5 separate regions of the Mus musculus genome follow, and regions 1, 2, 3 and 4 are each linked to region 5. The links are chromatin contacts, called in public HiChIP or PLAC-seq and promoter capture Hi-C maps. All regions are on one chromosome and are shown on one strand. Each heading gives the region's core, a stretch centred on a gene start, on an enhancer-like site or on the middle of the called end of the contact. The rest is flanking DNA. Distances are from core to core; before and after follow the strand shown.

What was found. Promoter capture Hi-C pulls out the DNA fragments that hold promoters and counts their contacts. HiChIP or PLAC-seq counts read pairs in DNA pulled down with a chosen protein or histone mark.
Region 1: an H3K4me3 HiChIP or PLAC-seq map of embryonic stem cells shows a contact between it and region 5, with 7 times the contacts expected there. The contact joins the promoter of Cacnb1 here to the promoter of Epop in region 5. A contact is called at or near these places in 7 of 115 datasets of contacts at active chromatin or transcription factors (embryonic limb bud, embryonic stem cells, memory CD8 T cells and 2 more) and 2 of 9 other capture datasets (adipose tissue and embryonic stem cells).
Region 2: a contact with region 5 is called in a FOXA1 HiChIP or PLAC-seq map of pancreatic cancer cells. The contact joins the promoter of Stac2 here to the promoter of Epop in region 5. A contact is called at or near these places in 1 of 39 promoter capture datasets (liver), 2 of 115 datasets of contacts at active chromatin or transcription factors (embryonic stem cells and pancreatic cancer cells) and 1 of 9 other capture datasets (liver).
Region 3: a promoter capture Hi-C map of pre-B cells shows a contact between it and region 5, with 2.7 times the contacts expected there. The contact joins the promoter of Mrpl45 here to the promoter of Epop in region 5. A contact is called at or near these places in 3 of 39 promoter capture datasets (hippocampal neurons, liver and pre-B cells), 2 of 15 datasets of contacts at CTCF or cohesin (the NIH/3T3 cell line and large pre-B cells), 3 of 484 Hi-C or Micro-C datasets (all in embryonic stem cells), 11 of 115 datasets of contacts at active chromatin or transcription factors (astrocytes, embryonic forebrain, embryonic stem cells and 4 more) and 1 of 9 other capture datasets (embryonic stem cells).
Region 4: a contact with region 5 is called in an H3K4me3 HiChIP or PLAC-seq map of embryonic stem cells, with 10 times the contacts expected there. The contact joins the promoter of Plxdc1 here to the promoter of Epop in region 5. A contact is called at or near these places in 1 of 39 promoter capture datasets (embryonic stem cells), 10 of 484 Hi-C or Micro-C datasets (the G1E-ER4 cell line, differentiating embryonic stem cells, embryonic stem cells and 3 more), 8 of 115 datasets of contacts at active chromatin or transcription factors (embryonic stem cells, neural tube, pancreatic cancer cells and 1 more) and 2 of 9 other capture datasets (embryonic stem cells and pancreatic islet).

The regions. Positions count from the first base shown.
Region 1 is chr11:98,021,113-98,024,985 of GRCm38.p6, reverse strand. It overlaps Cacnb1 (calcium channel, voltage-dependent, beta 1 subunit), which reads left to right and starts at 2,359. Exons shown (of 14, transcript NM_001282977.1): 1 at 2,359-2,644. The coding sequence starts at 2,561. It also overlaps a transcript of Rpl19 not described here.
Region 2 is chr11:98,051,993-98,055,768 of GRCm38.p6, reverse strand. It overlaps Stac2 (SH3 and cysteine rich domain 2), which reads left to right and starts at 2,307. Exons shown (of 11, transcript NM_146028.4): 1 at 2,307-2,876. The coding sequence starts at 2,787.
Region 3 is chr11:97,314,360-97,318,361 of GRCm38.p6, reverse strand. Mrpl45 (mitochondrial ribosomal protein L45) reads right to left here and starts at 2,646. Exons shown (of 8, transcript NM_025927.4): 1 at 2,423-2,646; 2 at 1,438-1,615. The coding sequence starts at 2,488.
Region 4 is chr11:97,984,744-97,988,610 of GRCm38.p6, reverse strand. Plxdc1 (plexin domain containing 1) reads left to right here and starts at 2,165. Exons shown (of 14, transcript NM_028199.3): 1 at 2,165-2,373. The coding sequence starts at 2,295. n-TCgca55 (a tRNA gene) reads left to right here and starts at 294; the gene lies at 294-365.
Region 5 is chr11:97,627,574-97,631,219 of GRCm38.p6, reverse strand. It overlaps Epop (elongin BC and polycomb repressive complex 2 associated protein), which reads left to right and starts at 1,504. Exons shown (of 1, transcript NM_175332.3): 1 at 1,504-3,646. The coding sequence starts at 1,939. The coding sequence ends at 3,048.

The DNA.
Region 1 (3,873 bases), core at 1,110-3,609, 390 kb before region 5:
AATCTACATTGTTTTACAACTTATGAAACAGACTGGGTTTCTTTCTTCTCCCTTCTCTTCTTCTTCCTCCTCCTTTTTGTGGGAGGATCTGTAGACCTTACCCAGTCTGCACGTCCTCTGTAAAACAGGCTGACCTTGTACTCACAGAGGCCTGCTGCCCCTGCCTCTAGAATGTTGAGGTTAAAGGCCCTCCTGTCATTCCTAGCTAGAGAGGCCCATGCTGCTGCCTCTTGCCAGGCTCTGTTGTCCTCAGTGTGCAGACAGGAACCCTGCCAGTGTTGGCAATGTTCATGGTTTCCTCACTACTCAGGGTCCTTATCAGATGATGTGATCAGAGAATGAACATCACTTCTCAGAATCCACAGTGAGGAATCCAAACAGCACACAGGCTCTAGGCAAGCAAAACGCAGAAAATAGTCTTTATTTTAGGGCACTGGACGTTGGCAAAGCTGCTTCTTCTTCTTCTTCTTCTTCTTCTTCTTCTTCTTCTTCTTCTTCTTCTTCTTCCTCTTCTTCTTCCTCTTCTTGTTTTTCGAGACAAGGTTTCTCTGTGTAGCCCTGACTGCCCTGGTTCTGGAACTCACTTTGTAGAAGACCAGGCTGTCCTCACTCTGCCTCCCAAGTGCTGGGATTAAAGGCGTGCACCACCACTGCCTGACTTCATCTTTTTTGTTTGTTTGTTTTTCGAGACAGGGTTTCTCTGTATAGTCCTGGCTGTCCTGGAACTCACTTTGTAGACCAGGCTAGCCTGGAACTCAGAAATCTGCCTGCCTCTGCCTCCCGAGTGCTGGGATTAAAGGCGTGCGCCACCATGACTGGCTCCGGCTTCATCTTCTTATCTCTCTGCTCTCTGAGCTGGATGGAGGAGGAAGAACTGGTCCTCTTGCCACAGATGGCTCCCATGCTGCTCATTAAGCACCCCCAGAAGCCCAGCCATCATTTTTTTGTTGTGGGACTTTTTTTGTTTGTTCATTCATGTTTTTTTTTAAGGTTTATTTTATTTATATGAGTTACTGTAGATGTCTTCAGACACATCAGAAGAGGGTATCAGAAGCCATTACAAACGGTTGTGAGCCAACATGTGGTTGCTGGGAATTGAACTCAGGACCTCTGGAAGAGCAAATAGCTAGTGCTCTTAACCACTGAGCCATTTCTCCAGCCTCCTTGTTCATTCATGTTTTGTGACAGGGTCTCTCTATGTAGCTAAGGCTGGCCTCAAACTCATGATGTGATCTAGGCTGGCCTCAAGCCCCCAACATGGCTGTACACCATCAGACCCAGCTTCTGGGCCTCTTACTGTTCTCTCATCTTGCCAAGAATTTCAGTGGGCAAAGATACCATAGTATTAGCAACACTGTAGGAAACAAAGAATGCTTGTTTGTTTATTTGAGACGGGGCTTCTCTATGTAGCCCAGGTTGTCCTGAGGGTCACTATGTAAATGAGGCTGACCTGCCTCTGTCTCCATAGTGTTGGGATTAAATGTGTGCTCCACCACTGCTTGGTGGAGGTCGACCCTTTTAGGATCCAATAACCAGCTGAGCCGGAGCCACAGTTCTGGGACATTTGTTCCTCAGTCAAGGATAAAGGAGAGAGACAACCCTAGGTCAACAGTCATGGTGTATAATTTTGAATAGCTCCTCCCCCCGTTTATACTTCCTCCTCTTCCCCTTCTCTTAGAAGCAACAGGGACTTGCCAAGCCTGACTCCTGGCCTTTTGGAAGAGCCTATGAGACCTCAGTAACTGATGAGGTCGAAGCATTCCTGGGTCCCTGGATAGCAATCCTAATGTCCCTGGTGGCCTTCTTTGGACACTCACCCCATCATCCAGGCCCGGCTGGGGCCAGTAGACCTAGAGCCCGGTTGGAGAGGGAGGTCTACTCAGCTAGTTTCATGGCGGCCTGGGCCTGACACTGGGGAGAAAGGAGTTAAAGGCAGGTCCCAGGATCACAGGGACCGGGAAGTTCCGGTGGCCCAAGCTAGAGTCGCTCAGGGAGACCAGCTGAGAGAGTAGTTTGGGACAGAAAGGGAGGCGGTACCAGTCATACCGAGCGGCGTTTCACCACCTCCCCACCCCCCCATCAACGCTTGGCACACACTGGTAAACGCCCCCCACCTCCATCCCAGCCTCAAGGCCGGTTTCCCCTTAGTCCCCTGCAGGCCGCCCTCATCCCAGTCTAATCGGAGGACAGCGATCGAGCCCCTCCACGTTCTGGAGGCCAGCGGGGCTACGCCACTCGGCCATTGTCTGCGCGCAGCCGGTTGAGGGGCTCGAGGGGCGGGGCCGCGGCGCGGGGCGGGAGCGAGGGAGGGGCGGGGGGAGATGCTGAACCTTCAGGGGCGGAGGCGGCGGCGGCGGCGACGGCGGCAGCGGCCGCAGAGAGCACAGCGCGAGCCGGGAGGGCAAGCAAGGCGGCGAGCGTGCAGCCGGAGGTCCAGCTGGGAGACTGCACCCGGTGCTGGCTGCGCGACGCCGCGCTGCTCTGGGCTCGGACGGCCTCTCCCATGCGCTGAGAGCGCCCGGCTGGGCTGGGAGGGCGGCCGGACCGGAGGATCCTCTCCATGGTCCAGAAGAGCGGCATGTCCCGGGGCCCTTACCCACCTTCCCAAGAGATCCCTATGGAGGTCTTCGACCCCAGCCCACAGGTAAGGCGAGGTGGCAAGCTCGAGGGAAAGGGCCGCTCCTACGGATCTTGGGGTCGGCTTGGAAAGCCCCGGGAAGGAAAGGGTTATATGCCCCGCGTGGATGGGAGAGGGGTGTCTGCGCGACCCTCCATTCTCGAGGGTTAATGATCGATGGACTATTGGTCCGAGTCGGGTTGCGGTGCTGCGGAGCGGAGAGGAGGCGGTTGGAATGCCTGTCAACCTCGCCTCCAGGTCTCCCCCGCGTCCAGGTTCCTGCTGCTGGGGTACTGGCTCCAGCAGGCTGACAGCGGGGATGCTGATGGGGGTTGGGGGGAATCCAGGCCTTGAGAAGCGGAGTTGGAGGGAGGCTGGAGAGCGAATCGGGCGAGGGGGGCGACGCAGAGCACGTTTAGGGGCGCTAGTGGGTGTGGGTGGGGCGGGGGTAATACTGGGAAAAGGCCTAGACGATGGTCAGAGGGCGTTGCCAACAGGCCTTCGAAGGCTCAGACATTGGCTTTCGAAGGTGGAGAAGAGATCAGCTCAGGGAGGCCCTCCCCTAGTCACCTGGTCTCCATCCCTGTCTTGGATGTTTCCCTACTCCCAACACCCACATTAGCTTACCCCACCCCCTGCCCCAAGGGGTGGGAGCCGCCAAAGTTTGGAAAGTTGGATGGGTGCCAACTCACTGTCTTGGAGTGGAGGTCGCTGTTTTACCTGGGGGAGGGGCGCTGCCCTCTAGCACGTTCACTTTTCCTATGTGCCTGGGTTATTCCTAGGTAGGGGCGTTCTTGGGCATACAAGGTCCCCCTAGAATGACCAGCAGGGCATGTGGTGGCCATGCCAGGGGATTTCTCTAGGACTTGTCCTTCTCCAAGGATAGCATTAACACTTGCATTGCTGTGGCCAGCCTGGAGCAACTGTAAGCAACATGATGTGGTTGATGGGTGTGTATGGGGGGGGGGGTCAGGTCAGACCTAAAAATACTTCGTCTCTCCACCCCAGGCCCCTTGGAGTCTGGGAGGCAGCTGACTGATGCCTTCCTTTCAGCTGTCCCCTGTCCCTCTGAAGGCCACTCCCTTTGCCCAGCTGGGGTGAGGTAGTGCTGTGAAAGAGTCTTGAGGTTCACTGTAGAATGCTCTTAGGTCTGTAGAGAGCCTCAAAACTAGTTTAGCTGTATGCTCAGTTTTAGAGAAGGAAAGAGGATCATAGAATATTCAGTCCTATTATTCGTGTGTGTGTGTGTGTGTGTG
Region 2 (3,776 bases), core at 1,058-3,557, 420 kb before region 5:
TCAGTAGAGTCAGGAGCCAGAGGAATTCTGCAGCTGCCATTGAGCTGGAGGTAATAGAGCTGGAGGGGGGAGGGATCTAAGCCCCCACAGCAGCCTGAACACCTGCCCGTGTCCTATTCTACCACTGGCAATCGGGAGCTCTATTCCTGGACACAGGAGCCTGAGTAAGGCTCCAAGGGTAATCTTATCCTTGAGAGGATAGCCACTCTGCCCTTCAGGCCTCACATGGAGCTGGTCGCTTCCATCACCTGAGTCCTTGAGTGCCACCACCGACAGCAGAGGAGGCAGCACGCATGAGCCCAGACGTGTCTCCATCCACACATAGCATCCTTGATCAGGCCAAATCGGCTCAGGGCCAGAAGGGTGCTGAAAAACAGAAGGCCTGGGGAAATAAGTACGGGTTTATAGCCATGCATTAGAAGGTGCACCTTTAGGGGATGGAGAGATGGCTCAGTGGTTAAGAACACTGGTTGCTCTTCCAGAGGATCTGGGTTCAATTCCCAACACCCATGTGGCAGCTCACAACTGTCTGTAACTTCAGTTCCAGGGAATCTGACACTCTCACACCTACACATGTAGGCAAAACACTAATGCACATAAAATAAGAATAAAGATATTTTAGAAGAGGAAGAGGAATAAGAGGAAGCACCTTCAGACTGAGTGGGGAGAGAACACCAGGGCCTATGGGTGACCATATTTCAGGTGTTGCAGGATTTTAGAAGAGCCTAACTTAGAGAGGTTTGGAGACTTCCTGGATGATAATGGAAGTCCATTTCTGCTCAAGTCCAGACAGGAAAACTAAGGCTCATGGTTGCCTGATTTTCCATCCACAACGAAAAGCTGTCTGCCCTAGCCTTTTTTTCAGTTTGAGTTTTGTTTTATTTTTATTTTTTATTTTTTTGTTTTTGATTTTGGTTTTTTGTTTTTAGTTTTTAAGACAGGTTTCTCTGTGTAGCCCTGGCTGTCCTGGAACTCACTCTGTAGACCAGGCTGGCCTGGAACTCAGAAATCCACCTGCCTCTGCCTCCCAAGTGCTGGGATTAAAGGCGTGCACCACCACCGCCCGGCTATTTTTTCTTTTGAGATAGGATCTCACTATAATCTTAACTGGTCTGAACTTACTTTGTAGATGAGACTGGCCTGAAATTCACAGAGAGATATGGCTTCCTCTGGCTCTCGGTTGCTGGTATTATAGGCATGCACCACCATGCCTGGTTTGGCTTCACTTTTGACTCATTAAGGTGTCTTCAGTCTGTAACCTTAACATTAGGGAGACTGCAGCAGGAAGATGATGCGTTTGAAGCCAGCCTGGGCTACATAGTGCATTCCAGGCCAACCTGGGAGACATAGACAGACCCTGTCTCAAAAATAAAAAATGTAGACTGCTAGGATAGTTTTTTGTTGTTGTTGTTGTTTTGTTTGGTTTGGTTTTTTGAGACAGGATTTCTCTGTGTAGCCCTGGTTGTCCTGGAACTCACTCTGTAGACCAGGCTGGCCTTGAACTCAGAAATCCTCCTGCCTCTGCCTCCCAAGTGCTGGGATTAAAGGTGTGTGCCACCACGCCCCGGCACGCTAGGATAGTTTAAAATCATTCAAGTATAAGGGCCTGACTTTAATCTCCAGCCTCTATTTAAAAGGGCCAAATCCACAGCACTGGGAAAGTAGACAGGATTTCTGGGGCTCCACGGCCAGCCACTCTAGCCAAATTGGCTTACAATGAGAGACTCAGACTCAAATTTCTTGGTAGATGGCTCCTGAGGAATGGAACTGGAAGCTAACCTCTGCCAACCAAACTCACACGTGCGCTTCTCATACAGTCAGACATAAGAGCACGCGGATCATAAACACACACAAAACAGCCTGTTCTCTGCTTCAGGGAGCGTCTATAAGTCTAGTAGTGGTATGTATAATTTGATGAGATTCTAGAAAGGCATCAAGTTAATGGGGCGAGCGGGTCTTTTTCTCTGTCAAGGTGCGGCATCTTCCAATGTGCACTATCAGAACGCTGTAACTTTGATTTTCCTCTCGGCTATTCTGCGGCATCCTCGAATTATTTGCATTTCCAGACTCTAGTATCATTGTCCCAGCCCTCCTTCAATTTTGTCTCCCCACCTATCGGCCCCCATTTCGGGCTTTCCATTGTAAAACTACCCCTCCGCTTCTTTACCCTCCAAACCCCTCCCCATCTTGTCGAGCCCCCCAAGACTCCACCCAGCTGGCCCTCCTAGCCACCACCGCAGCCAATAGCTGAGAACCTTCATTTGCATAGCTGCGCGGGGGAGTGGCGGAGGGAAGGGGGAGGGACCAGGCGACCTCCTAAATCAAAGTTGGGAGGCTAGGACTGGGCGGAGGGGCCGCCGGGTGCAAGGCTGGGGCCGGCGCGGGGAGGGGGAGGGAGATGGGGGGCGGGCGCAGAGGACGGCGGAGCCGGCCGGACTCGGACAGCTCGGTCGTTCCCTGGCTTTGCACATCCGCGCATCCCTACTTCCCTCCTCCTCCCGCGGAGCGCAGCATCCTCTGCAGACCCTTGGTCCTCACACCCCGGGTCGTCCAGCTTCCGCGGCTCGGGGTAATTGCCTCCCTCTCCCCTGCCACACCGACAACTTTCTCCCCTGGTGCCTGGGGTTAGGGGGCTGCTTTGCCTGGGAGGGTTTCTCCTGGGGTCACTGAAGAGCTGCCCCTGGAGAAAGGCTTGAGAGTCCCAAAGAGACGCCCGCCACTCACAGCCTGACCCCAGCGGGCCTGCCGTCGGGTCTCCGCACCCTCTCTTCCTTTATACCCCAACCATGACCGAAATGAGCGAGAAGGAGAATGAACCGGATGACGCGGCCACCCATACCCCCCCAGGGACCGTCTCCACCCTCCAAGAAACCAAGGTAAGTCGTGGGGTGCGAGGCCTGGCCCCGCCCGGGCATCTCTGACTTGGAGCGCTGATCACAGTGGCTGGGTCCCTTTGGGGTTACGGAAGCTAAACCGGGCCCGCGTGATTCCTAAGGCTGCGCGCCGTGCCGGGGAAGGAGGAGAGGGTTCGCGACGAGGGGACCCAAGGAGCAGATCACACGAGCACGACCCGCCAGAACGCGCGAGGCGCCGACGCGCTCCGGCTCCCTCCTGGGCGGTTGTAACTCGGCTTTGTTGGAGGGAATCGGCGCAGCGGAGGCGCAGGGCGTGTGTGGCCGTGTGTAGCGGGTGTGGGCCGGTGTACGCGCGCGTGTGTGCGTGCGGGGCGCACCCTCCCGGGGCCGCCACATCGCTGTCTGCGGCTCCCCGGGGCCCCCTCTCTCCTGCCTCTGAATTCCTAGCCACAACCGTCTCCTCGGAGCGTGCAGACTCTCCGCTTCTCTTTGCTTCCCTACGTGCTCCTCTGTGTGTCTCCGGCGTCCCTCTCTGACCCACAGCAGCCTGGCACGCACCTCGCGGACCGGTTAGGCTGGGGGCCCGAAAGGCTGCGGCCCCGGGTGCGCAGCTTTCAAGCCGGCGCTGGGGGCTGCGGCAGCGCGGGCCGTCGGTGGCGGGCGGGGACCCGGAGTGTTGCGGTTCCAGAGCCAGAGGCAGCCCCACCCCCCGCTTGGAGAACCAGGAGAGGGGAGGAGAGAGGGCAGAATCAAAAGAAGAAGTCATCGTAATTAATGAATGTCATAATTAACCCTAATTATCTATGATTGTTACTCTTGCGGGAGTCACAATGAATAAATTATTCTCCTATGAAGGCAGGCGGAGCCCAGACTGCGGGCACTGAAAGAGGTGGGGGAGGCTGTCGCTTACATTCCACCTCC
Region 3 (4,002 bases), core at 1,397-3,896, 310 kb after region 5:
TTGTTTCTATTTCCATTTTTTGATCTTGGATGGTTTTGTTCATTTCCTTAGTCTGTTTGATTATATTTTCCTGTAATTCTTTAAGGGATATTTGTGTTTTGTCATTAAGGGCTTCTACCTGTTTACCTGTGTTTTCCTGTATTTCTTTAAGGGAGTTATTTATGTCCTTCTTAAAGTCCTCTATCATCATCATGAGAAGTGATTTTAGATCCGAATCTTGCTTTTTTGGTGTGATGGTGTATTCAGGACTTGCTATGTTGGGAGAATTGGGTTCTGATGATGCCAAGTAATCTTGGTTTCTACTGCTTATGGCTTTTTTTTTCCCCCCAAGACAGGGTTTCTTTATATAGCCCTGGCTGTCCTGGAACTCACTTTGTAGACCAGGCTGGCCTCAAACTCAGAAATTCACCTGTCTCTTCCTCCCAAGTGCTGGGATTAAAGGTGTGTGACGCCACGCCCAGCTCTTTATTTATTTATTTATTATTTTTTTATTGCTTATGTTCTTACACTTGCCTCCTGCCATCTGGTTATTGCTAGTGCTACCTGCCCTCGATATATCTGACTGGAGTCTGTCCTTCCTGTGATCCTGGTTGTGTCAGAACTCCTGAGTCCAGCTGTCTCTGTGATCCTGGGATTCTGGGATCCTGTAATCTTGGGCGTGTTAGAGAGCCTGGGAGTGGAGCTTCCTCTGGGTGTTGTGGGACTGGCTGCAGAGTTCAGGCCCCACTTATTTATAATAATAAATAAATCTTTGGGCCTGAGCAAGTGAGGTTGACTGGAGTGAGCAGAGGTCCTAAATTCAAGTCCTAACAACCACATAAAGGCTCACAACTATCTGTACAGGTACAGTTTACTCATATACATAAAATAAATAAATAAATAAATAAACAAATAAGGATGACCTCATGAGCAGGACTAGAGGTACAGCCCTAGGTCTCAGCTACTATTTATGTAGGAGGATCCACCTGTGGTAAAGGCAAAAGGAAAGGGAGAACAGGAGTGTGTAGCTCAGCGGTAGACTGCTTGTTTAGTTCTATATCTAACCCCAAGTTCTGTAAAAACAAAACAAAATTGACTTTTTGAAATATAGTTTATAAAAGTAAATCATTACTGAGGGTGAACTTGGTGGTTCATTCTTTTTTTTAATCTTTTTAAAAAAGACTTACTTATATGAGTACACACTATAGCTGTCTTCAGACACACACACCTGAAGAGGGCATCGGATCCCATTACAGATGGTTGTGAGCCACTAATGGTAGTGAGGTTTCTGGGAATTGAACTTAGTACTTCTGGAAGAGCAGTCAGTACTCTTACCCGCTAAGTCATATCTCCAGCCCCACTTAGTGGTTAATTTATTGCTATCAATCAGAGTCTAAAGCATACACCAGACCTCTGACAATAGAGAACTGAACCAGGATCCCAGAAATAGTTCCTTACCTGTACAGGCCAAATGTATAGGGCGCTCCAACCGTTCCTGTGGAATGACCAATCCCGCTTTCCTGGCATACTCCAAAAACTCCTTCTCTGTTTTGTACTTGGGTTCAGGAGTTGGGGGTCTAAAACGGCTTTTGGTTTTAACTTGAACTACAGTTGTGGACTGAGTCACCAGAATGGGCTGGGAGATGAAAAAAAAAAGTTAGCGTATAGGTGATTTGGAAAGGATAAATCTATCTTGAGCAAACTGTTTGCAAAGTCTTATAGAAAGACATCCCATTAAAGAATGCTTCAGGAGTTATGAAATGACTATTATGGAGAAACGATATTACTTTTTGAACACCTAGGGATGGCTTTTGCCACAAGCCAATTAATAACCTGTATTCACATCAATCAACAGTAAAAACTTTCCTTTAATACATTCTGCAGTACTACTGTATACAGAGATGATTAAAGCAGAGGTCCTAGTGCCAAAGAACTTTCAGTTTAATTGTAAACCTCACTTAACCCATTTCTGAAAAGAGTGGAATGCTATTACTAAAGCATTAAACAAGATCTCCCTGGCATTTCCCCCACACTTCTGTTTTGCTTTTTCAGAAGCAAATTGCTTCTAGCTCCTAACTGACCAATAAACTTTTACGAAGTCAGGTGACCTTTTCCCTCTAGGATAAGACAAAACTCCTATCCTTTTCAAAAAAAAATTTTTTAAGAATGTAAAAGAGCTGGTTCATCTTCCAAGCCATTACTTTCCTTTTTAACATCTTCTCTCCAAAGACTAGAATTAACGTAAAGAAGCTTAATGCTCAGCCTCGTCTAGGCTGTCTAGAGAGACTTGTCTAGAGGGGATCGCATACACCTCAAATTCTTCTCCAGATGAAGTCTGACTCGTATGGTCCAAACTCAGCAACGCCCACAGCATGATTATTCCCCTCTACTCTATCCTCCTCTTTGTGTCCCTAAAAATTTCATTCGCTTCATTTCTACCCACCTGCCGAGACCACCATCCCAAAGTCCTGTATAAGGAGGACAAGCCCCGAGGTACGGGGGCCGCCATTTTGCTCGCGCAAAGGCCGCCGGGATGCTAGCCTAGCCGCAGATCACCGAGCCGGAGAAAAGGCGCAGAGGGCGGAGCGAGCTGGGGAGTGGAATTTTCCAGGGCGCGCGCCCCAGGCCGAAAGGTGAGTCGCGCGCACGCGCACGCTCTCCAGGGGAGGGGCGCGCGGGCACGCGCAGTGGGTTCGCGCGTGCGCAATGAAACCACTTTGGAAGTAGGGTAAACCGCACGGCTGTCACGCGCCAGTCGGAGACGGGGAGAGCCAGCTGCGCCTGCGCAGGAGGCTTCTGTGGGACTCTGGTTGCTGCATTCCTGGTTCCTTAACACATTGTTACACCTTATTTACAATCGGTGAAAAAAACGAAAAAGTGCTTCCCTCTGAAATCAGAAGCCTTTAAGATAAGTGTTTTCTTTCATTACAAGGAATTCACTGGAGGTATTTAGGGCGAAAATGATAGTTTCTGGGTGTGTTTCTGACCTCAAAATGCAGTATAACCTTAAACCTTTAACCAACCTAGTTTTCTATGTGAAAATTCTTTCATACCTTTCCGTTAGGGAAGCTGACCGCTGTGATTACTGAAAAGCAAAAGGCACGTGGGTTAACAAGAATCTGTCATTTCCCAAAACATATCATTTCCAAAAATACCACTTACCAAATTTGGTAATAACTGGTATTTCAAAATTGTTTACTAGGCGCCTGGCAATTTAAGCATTTTACATATATCAACTTAATCCTCACCACAAGCAATAAATATTCCTGCTTTTACATATATGGTTGGGCCAGAGATACTAAATATGTAATTCAAATTTAAACAAATAATTGGCAGAACTGAGAGTCAGGTACATAGAGTTTAACAACTCCAAAATCGCTTCACATTCAGTGGTTAAAGGAATCCCAGTGTGATAACCAGGTCATCCTGGAGCCACACAGACTATGTAACACATCCTAACCCATGTCTGCCTGGCCTCTGCTCAGTTTCTCGGCTACTGCAAGCTAATTCCCTATCAGTACCTAATATGATTTGGTTCACTCTGAGATGGATTCTTAGGTGGTCACTGTTACTTTTGATTAGCTGTTTTGGAAAATTTGAGGCATGGTGGCGCACCCCTTTAGTCCCAGCACTCGGGAGGCAGAGACAGGCAGATTTCTGAGTTCGAGGCCAGCCTGGTCTACAAAGAGAGTTCCAGGACAGCCAGGGCTACACAGAGAAAACCCTCCCTCAGAAAAATACAAACAAACAAAAACTAAAAAAGAAAATAGAAACTATAGAGATGGCTCAGGTGTTAAGAGTCCTTGCTGGGCTGGTGAGATGGCTCAGTGGGTAAGAGCACCCGACTGCTCTTCTGAAGGTCAGGAGTTCAAATCCCAGCAACCACATGGTGGCTCACAACCATCCGTAACAAGATCTGACTCCCTTTTCTGGAGTGTCTGAGGACAGCTACAGTGTACTTACATTAAATAAATAAATCTTAAAAAAAAAAAAAAAAAAGAGTCCTTGCTGCTCTGGCAGAGG
Region 4 (3,867 bases), core at 916-3,415, 360 kb before region 5:
GACAAGTAAGCGTGAGTGTGTAGAAGGGAGAGAGAAGCCGCGGCGGAATTGAAGAGTGGGATCCGCCCAGAGGAGCGCTGGCGTCGCCTCTATCTTCTGGAGGACGTATTTTTCTGCCTTTGGAAGGAATCTCAGATCATCAGGAAACAGCTTTTGTTTTGAAGCTAGTAATCTGGTAGGTCAGGTCCTCGTGTTTCTTGATAACTTCGAATCAGTCTTCCCTTTTAAAGACGCTTTAGTGCGCCTGCGCTAGACTAGCACCAAGTAGTAACTGACGCAAAGCTACCGGCAGAGGGGGTATAGCTCAGTGGTAGAGCATTTGACTGCAGATCAAGAGGTCCCCGGTTCAAATCCGGGTGCCCCCTAGCAGGCTCACTCTTTTCTTTGGAAGACCTTATTACGTCCCGCATATTTTTATGGCAATATTTCCATCGCCAACTCCCAAACAGTCAGGGAGCGGGGACGGTGGTAAGGAACTGGGAATTTTCAGGGCAGTGGCTCTCCGAATGTGACTAGCACCACGGGACTTGGGCTCGTGCTAGACATGAAGATTCTTGGCCTCCTCTCTGACCCAGTGAACTATCCCTGGGTGGGGCTAGAAATATGCGTTCTGAGAAGTACTTCCCGTGCATGCTCAAGTTCTAGAGGCTTACGGTTAGAAACTTGTCCACGCCATTTGCTTCTAATATTTCCAAGTTGTTGCTTTTGCCTGAGCCCCAATACAAGACTTTATGGAGAACGGGCACCGAGACTGACCGCGCACGACGACACCAGAATTGAGGCTGGAGGTCCATCTTGGAACACTATAGAGGCCCTTCGCGGCGCCTGCGCGGGCAGTCTCTTAACTCTTCAAGAGATCAGCTAAACGGCAGCCCCGTGGCTCATCACGGGTCCACTGGGTGGCGGTAGGAGGCCACATCTGGAAGGGACGGTTTCTTCGATACCCCAGAGGCTGTCCTGGGAGAATTCAGGCAAGGAATTAGAAAGTCAATGGCTGGCTAGGTTTGGTGGGCTCACCTCTGTAATCCCTTCAATAAACTGAAGAGTGATCGTGAGTTCGAAACCAACCTGGTCGACGGCGTTAGTCCTTACCTGGAAAACTAACAAAAGTCCCTTTGGTTGCGGGGCTTGCCTTGGCTCATAGTATTACATAATATTATATTGAGGTCTTGGGGAGACCACCTCTAGGTTTTTGGACCCAGAGGAGAGTGACACTGGGATTCATTTCCTTTCTTGGTCCTTCTTTTGACCTCAGTGCCAGGCCACTCACCTACTTAAGCCCACACTCTACTTCTGTCCCCAGCTGCAGCCTTCTTCTGGGGATAAGTCCCAGGAAGCAGTCTCTGCACCCTTTCTTTCCGCACTCTCCAGGTCCCCTACACAGAGGAAGCCAGGGGCCCCTCAGTCCTCTCCACTCTCTAGGCCCCAGTTCTTCTCCTTCCCATGAAGTAGGTCACAGGCACCTTCGTGCCTTGACCTGATTCCATGCCGTCTATTAAATCTCCTAAATTGCGGGTATTTTTATTCCATACTTGAAGGGGGTGGGGTGGGGGGGAAGTGCCCTATTCCCAGAGTCCGGTAAAGTGTGGTGGCAGTGGGCGCCACTTCTGGCTCTGGGTCTATCTTGGACTGATCTGGCCTTTCTGTGGAAGGGGCACCGAGCTGTTTCAAAGTGGGAATGTGCCAGTCTCGAGCACCTACATGTCTGCTGGACGGGAGGGGGGTGTGGGTGTGGGATGGAATGGGGTGGGGTCGGTGCTGGAGATGGGCTGTGAAGCAGTCAACTGGGGAGACGCAATTCGTGCCTCTTCTGGGGTAGAAGCTGGGGGGCGGGGGGGGGGGGCGCGGTTCGACTGCGGGAGATTCCTGGTGCGTGTCTGTGTGTGCACTTATGTAGAACACCAGGAAGCCACAGAAGTACAAGGACTAGCTCAGAAAGTCGCATGCTCTTGGGATGGGTGGTGGGAGCCAACGGCCCAAGTAGGGGCGCTTCCTGGGGCCCTTCACCTCGGCCTTTTACTTAGGTTTCTGGGGCAGCGGGGTTCTCTCGGTAACCAGAGATGTCCCGGCGCGGTCCCGGGTCCCGTGGGGTGCGGCGCGGAGCTCCGGGAGGCGGGGACCCCAGCGTTGCGCCCCGCCCTCTGGGTTCTCCCGCCCGCGCTCCCCAAGGCCGCAGCGCCGTGCTTCGCTCGCCCTGCCCGCTCCGCTCCCGCTCCCCGCTCGCCCAGCCCGGGGCTGCTCCCTCTGCAGCCGCCGCCGCCGCCGCGCAGACCCGGAGGTCGTCCGCGCCCACCATGCGAGCTCAGCTCTGGTTGCTGCAGTTGCTGCTACTCCGCGGGGCCGCGCGCGCGCTCAGTCCCGCAACACCCGCAGGTAGGACGCGCGGCCAGGGCAGGTGCAGACCCGCCAGCGGGACCTGGGTCCTGTCCTCAGGACGCCAGGGATAGGGGACAAGGACCCTACTTTCTCTGTGTGCGCACAGAGGGTGCGCACCTCCTACTGCTGTCGGAAGGACGTGGAGGGACCCAGGCCGGGGTCTCCAGAATAGTCACAGGGACCGGCGATCATTTCAGAGAGGCGTTTGCTTTTCTTTTCCATGCTCTTCCCTGCTGCCTCTCTCAGCTGCTCTAGGTGGGGTCCCAGTTGGGCTTGTGACTGCGTGGGAGTCGCCGGAGGATGGGAGACATCCTGGCACCAGCCTGGCCGTCTAACTTGCTTCCCCTACCTATTGCGTACTGGTGGAGAGGCAGGGACCCCAGGAAAAAGCAGCCAGCTGCTCCCCGATCTCCCAGGGTCAAGGGTTCCCTTCTCCCCCCTGCTAGGTTCTGCTCGGTTCTCAGTTGCACAGGCTGAGCATGGAGGTAAGGGGGTGAGGGTGGAGGAGGAGCTTCCATTCTGCACACTCCTCTTTCCTCTAGACCAGTTTCTCAAGCCATTTCTTCCTCTTGAGGTCCTTTCAGGGATCTACTTTGAATCCCTCACGTTATCAAGAAAGGCCGTTTTTAAAAATATATATGGTTTAGTTTCTGCACCCAGGCTTTCTCGGGGAGGTGGGGGCTGGGAATAAGGGTGATTTCACAAGCTCCTTAAAAGGGAAGTGAGTGTCCCACTTGCTGTTGTGTCAGCATAGTGCCTAACTGTGTTCTTGACTTTGATGGTCACGGTAGGTAGGTAGTCCAAATGAATCTGGGTTGGGATGAGATGGTATGAGTGGAGGATGCTGGTGGTGACTGCGGGGGTAGAGGACAGAGAAGTCACATGTCCAGAGACTAGTGTGGACCCATCGGTGTCCATGGTGGCTCCCACAGAAGGTAGCTGAGCACTTAGCTTTTAGTTCTGTTGTCTCACTTGCTGTGTGACCTTGGGCGAGTTACTTACCCAAGTTACTTTCTCTGGGCTCAGTTTTTGATGTATAAAAAGAGGTTCTTGACTAAATCTTTGGCTCTTGAAGGTGGAGTTATGAAAGATTATTTTTCCCCCTTAAGATATTCTTTACTTCTCGGACAGGTACAGGCAACTGATAATTTATCTTAAAATGGTAACTAGAAAGGGACTGAGTGGGTTAAGTCCCGAGTCCTTTTCAGCCTTAGGCTGGTGTGTTTCCTGAACTCAGATATGGCTGGGTTGATGAGGGATTTGGGCCGAGGAGAGGGTTGAGGAAGGGAGCTGGCTACATCAGGGGACCCAGAGACAAGTGTCACTTTTGTAAGTACAGACTACTTAGCCGTCTCTGCTTTTAGATTCATCTGGAAGACATCGGGCATCTGCAGCAAGTGAGATTGAGGTTAGACCCTAGGAAGCTGTAAAAAGCCGTCAGGGCAATTGTTGACTCATCCCAGGTTGGGCTGGGTTTGGTAGTAAGGTTTT
Region 5 (3,646 bases), core at 255-2,754:
AAAGGGTGTGTGTGTGGGGGGGGGGGGGGCCCATCCTCCCATCCCTTTCTTCTCAGGTCTTGTTTGATGTTATTTAGAAAAACAGTGTGTCTATTGTCACCGCTGGGAGGATGAGGATGCAAGCTGCATCATTTGTCCTGGTACAGAAAAAGCGATTGTACATGTTAAGTGTAGCACTCGGGAGGGTGAAGCCAGACGCTGGAGTTCCAGGCCACATGGTGGGTGAGACCCTATCAGCGAGGGAGGGAGAGCTTTCTTTTGCCCTGGCTCAGAAGAAAAATCTGTATCCCTCAGTCTCATCCTACCCCTAGTCCAAGCCAACATATAAATCTCGTGTACTTCTGCAGATGAAAAGCAGCTGTTTCTAACCTGATTTTAGGATGACGATGAATAGCCCAAAGACTCACAAATGTTTATTGTGCCGTTTGGGCAGTAGGGATATAGCAGTGATCAAGACTGGATGCTCTACTGGCCGCTGGGCTCGACTGTGCAGCCAGGGCACCAGCTCTTTCTAGACTCCGAGGAGAGGTCAGCACTAAGGAACAAGCCAGTTTCACAAATGAGCAGGCTGTGTAGGAACTAGAGGGGAAGAGATGTGAGAGATGTGTACATTATCAGAGCATGTTCTGGAAATTATTCACTTTTTGTTTGTGGATGGAGAGTAAGGTTTTTGGTCTTTTCCACCCATTCAGGTCGCTCAGGATCCAGATGGTCGAGTCCTGGGATCTGGAGGCTCCCAACGGTGCCAGCGCGTTGGAATTCCGTTAAGATGTGGGGCACTTCCATACTTCACCAAGAAAAGGAAACAAGTACGGAGAGAAAGTCAGCTTATTGTCTTCCGTGGGTGTGTCGAAGCTCCCCTTTCTCCAAATTTATTTTTTTCTTTTATGAATCTTGCACATATATAGCGAATTCCTAATCATTCACTCTACAAGCGTTTTTGTTTGCTTTTGAGTTCCCGAGTGCCAGGCCCCTGTTCTACCGGCCCTGAGCAAAGACCACAGGACACTCTTAGCAAGCGACTCCTTGCTACACCAAGCTCTTAAGCCACCGACGCTCGGCTTCATCTTTTTCCTCTACGTTGGTTTTGAGTTTGTCTCTCTGAATTCACGGAGCACCATTTTCTTCCAAAGGGCTGAAACAAACTTTCCCATTTTACAGATGCGGAAAAACCGCGACTTCTACTGGGTAAACAAGTGACTGGACCTGCGACCAGCTAAAACGATCCCAGGCCATCAACAGGCCACCAGGAGCCGTGCGTCTGGCCCCTCGCACTTCCACCCGCGCGCGCCTAGATCCACGCGTCCCTGCTCTCCGCCCTCCAGCCCAGCAGCTCCGGGTCCACGTGTGTGTGTCTGTGTGCGGAATGGGGACGGGGGCCGTGCCGCCAGAGGGGTGGGGTCTACGTGACGTCAGAGCAGCAGCGCCCAATCAGAGGCGGGCTCGCAGCCGCGGCGCTGGTATTGGGGCAGCGAGGGGGCAGTTCTCTATAACGCGGTCTCCGGAGCCAGCGGGGAAGAAAGAAGCTGAGAGGGCGGAAGGCGCCCTCCCCGCCGCTGGGCCCGGGCACCGGGCGCCGGGCCGGGGTCCTTCCCGCCGGCGGCGAGCGCCGGCTGCTTTGTTTGCCCCCGCCTCGGCGTTGAGGGGTGATCGTGCCGGGCATTGCGCCGGGAACGCGGCGGCAGGAAGCGCGACCGATCGCACCGGGGACGCGCGGGGACCCAGGAGTCCGGCCGCGGCGAGGGCCGCGTGACGATACCGAGGAGAGAGCCGGAGCGCCGCCGCGGGCTCTTGGTGGTGGGCCCCGGACGCCCGTGAGCACAGACCTCCCCGTCGACGGGGGGCGATGTTCCCCTGGCCCGCAGGCTCTTCGGGCCGCCGGGGTATCCCGCCGTTGGGACCAGGGCCCCCGCAGTGGGCGACCCCCAAGGCTGCTCCATGGAGACTCTGTGTCCTCCTCCCCGCCTGGCAGTGCCCGCTTCCCCGCGGGGGTCTCCCTGCTCGCCTACGCCCCTGAAGCCGCGTCGGGGGACCCCAGAGTTCTCCCCACTGTGCCTGCGTGCCCTCGCCTTCTGCGCCCTTGCCAAACCCCGGCCGTCCTCCCTGGGCCTGGGGCCTGGAGAGCTGGCGCCGCGGACCCCGGTGCTGCTGGGCCCCCCGGCCTCGCCATGCACAGGAGGCTGGGCCGCGGACGGCCTGAAGCACCTCGGGGGACAGGCCGGGCGGCCGAGCGACGTGAGCTCCCCGGCCCGCGAGGATGCAGACGTCGCGGTGTGCCCAGGCGGTGGAGAGGAGGAAGAGGGCGGAGGCGGCTTCCCGCACTTCGGCGCTGGTTCCTGCGCACCTCCGGGCCGCTGCCCTGCTCCCCTGCGTCCTCAGGACTCTCCGACCAACCCCGCCTGGTCCCCGCCCAGGCCAGCCCGGGGTCTTGATGCAGCTAGCAGTCCGCCCCTTGAGCCCGGCTCCCCGCCTCCGTCGCCACCTGCGGGCCTCTCCCCGGAGCCTGCGCCTTCCGAGCAGCCTGTGCCGGCCTCCGAGGCTCCAGGGGGTGGAGACCCTGCGCCGACCGCGCCTGAGGCACCCGCGCTCAGCCCCTCGACGGCAGACGCAGCACCGGACCCGCCCCGCGATCTCCGCCAGGAACATTTCAACCGCCTGATCCGCCGCTCGAAACTTTGGTGTTACGCGAAGGGGTTCGCCCTGGACACTCCAAGTTTGCGCCGAGGGCCCGAACGGCCCGCGGCCAAAGCCCGTGGAGCAGCCAAGAAACGACGGCGGCCAGCGCCGCCCCCGCCCAGTGTGCAGCCACGGCGGCCCGTCCCGACGCTTCCTACATCGAGCACCTTCAGCCTCCTTGACTGCTTCCCCTGTCCCCCAGCTCTGGTGGTGGAAGAGAACGGAGACCTAGGGCCGGCTTCCTCGCTTCGCCTCCAGGGAGACGCCAAGCCGCCGCCTGCCCACCCGCTGTGGAAGTGGCAGATGGGAGGACCCGCTGTCCCTGAGCCCCCGGGTCTCAAATCCTGGTGGGTCAACTTGGAAGAACTATGAGCGTCGGACCTCTTCTACCCGGGGGCAAGTTGGGTTCCCCGGACAGACTGAGGGCTCCAGGAGGGAGCATCGATTCTGAAATTTGGCTGATCTTTGCTTTGCATTTTATGGGCTGTGGCCCGCGGGACCTCAAATGACAGTGATCTTCAAGCACCCGAGAGGTCCGGCTGATGCTCTTTCTACTCATCTTTGTGGAAGATCCAAGGACTGGCGTCCGGGAAAGCCTGCAGAAAGCTTAGTGACCATCTCCGTCCTCCCTGCGGGCGGGCAGAGCCTTCACCGCAGGGGAGCACAGCGGCTAAGGCCCGAAGACCAAAAGAAAGGGACAGAGGGACGGACCTTGGTGATGGACAAACCGGTTGTTTCCATGTTTGAATGAGGGTCAGTTTAGCGGTGTGGGGGCTGTGGTTGGGGTTTGAAGGTGATTGACAGCTCCCTGGGGGCATCCCCCACCCCCCACTGCCCAGACCTTTAACCCTTTACACCTCCCTCTTTTCTCTCCGTAGTCCTCCCCCTCCCCAAGTTCAGGTGATTTTCCCTTGTCAAGATCTTCAGTCCCAGCCAGCAGACTTTACCCTTTTGTCCAGTTTTGGAGTTT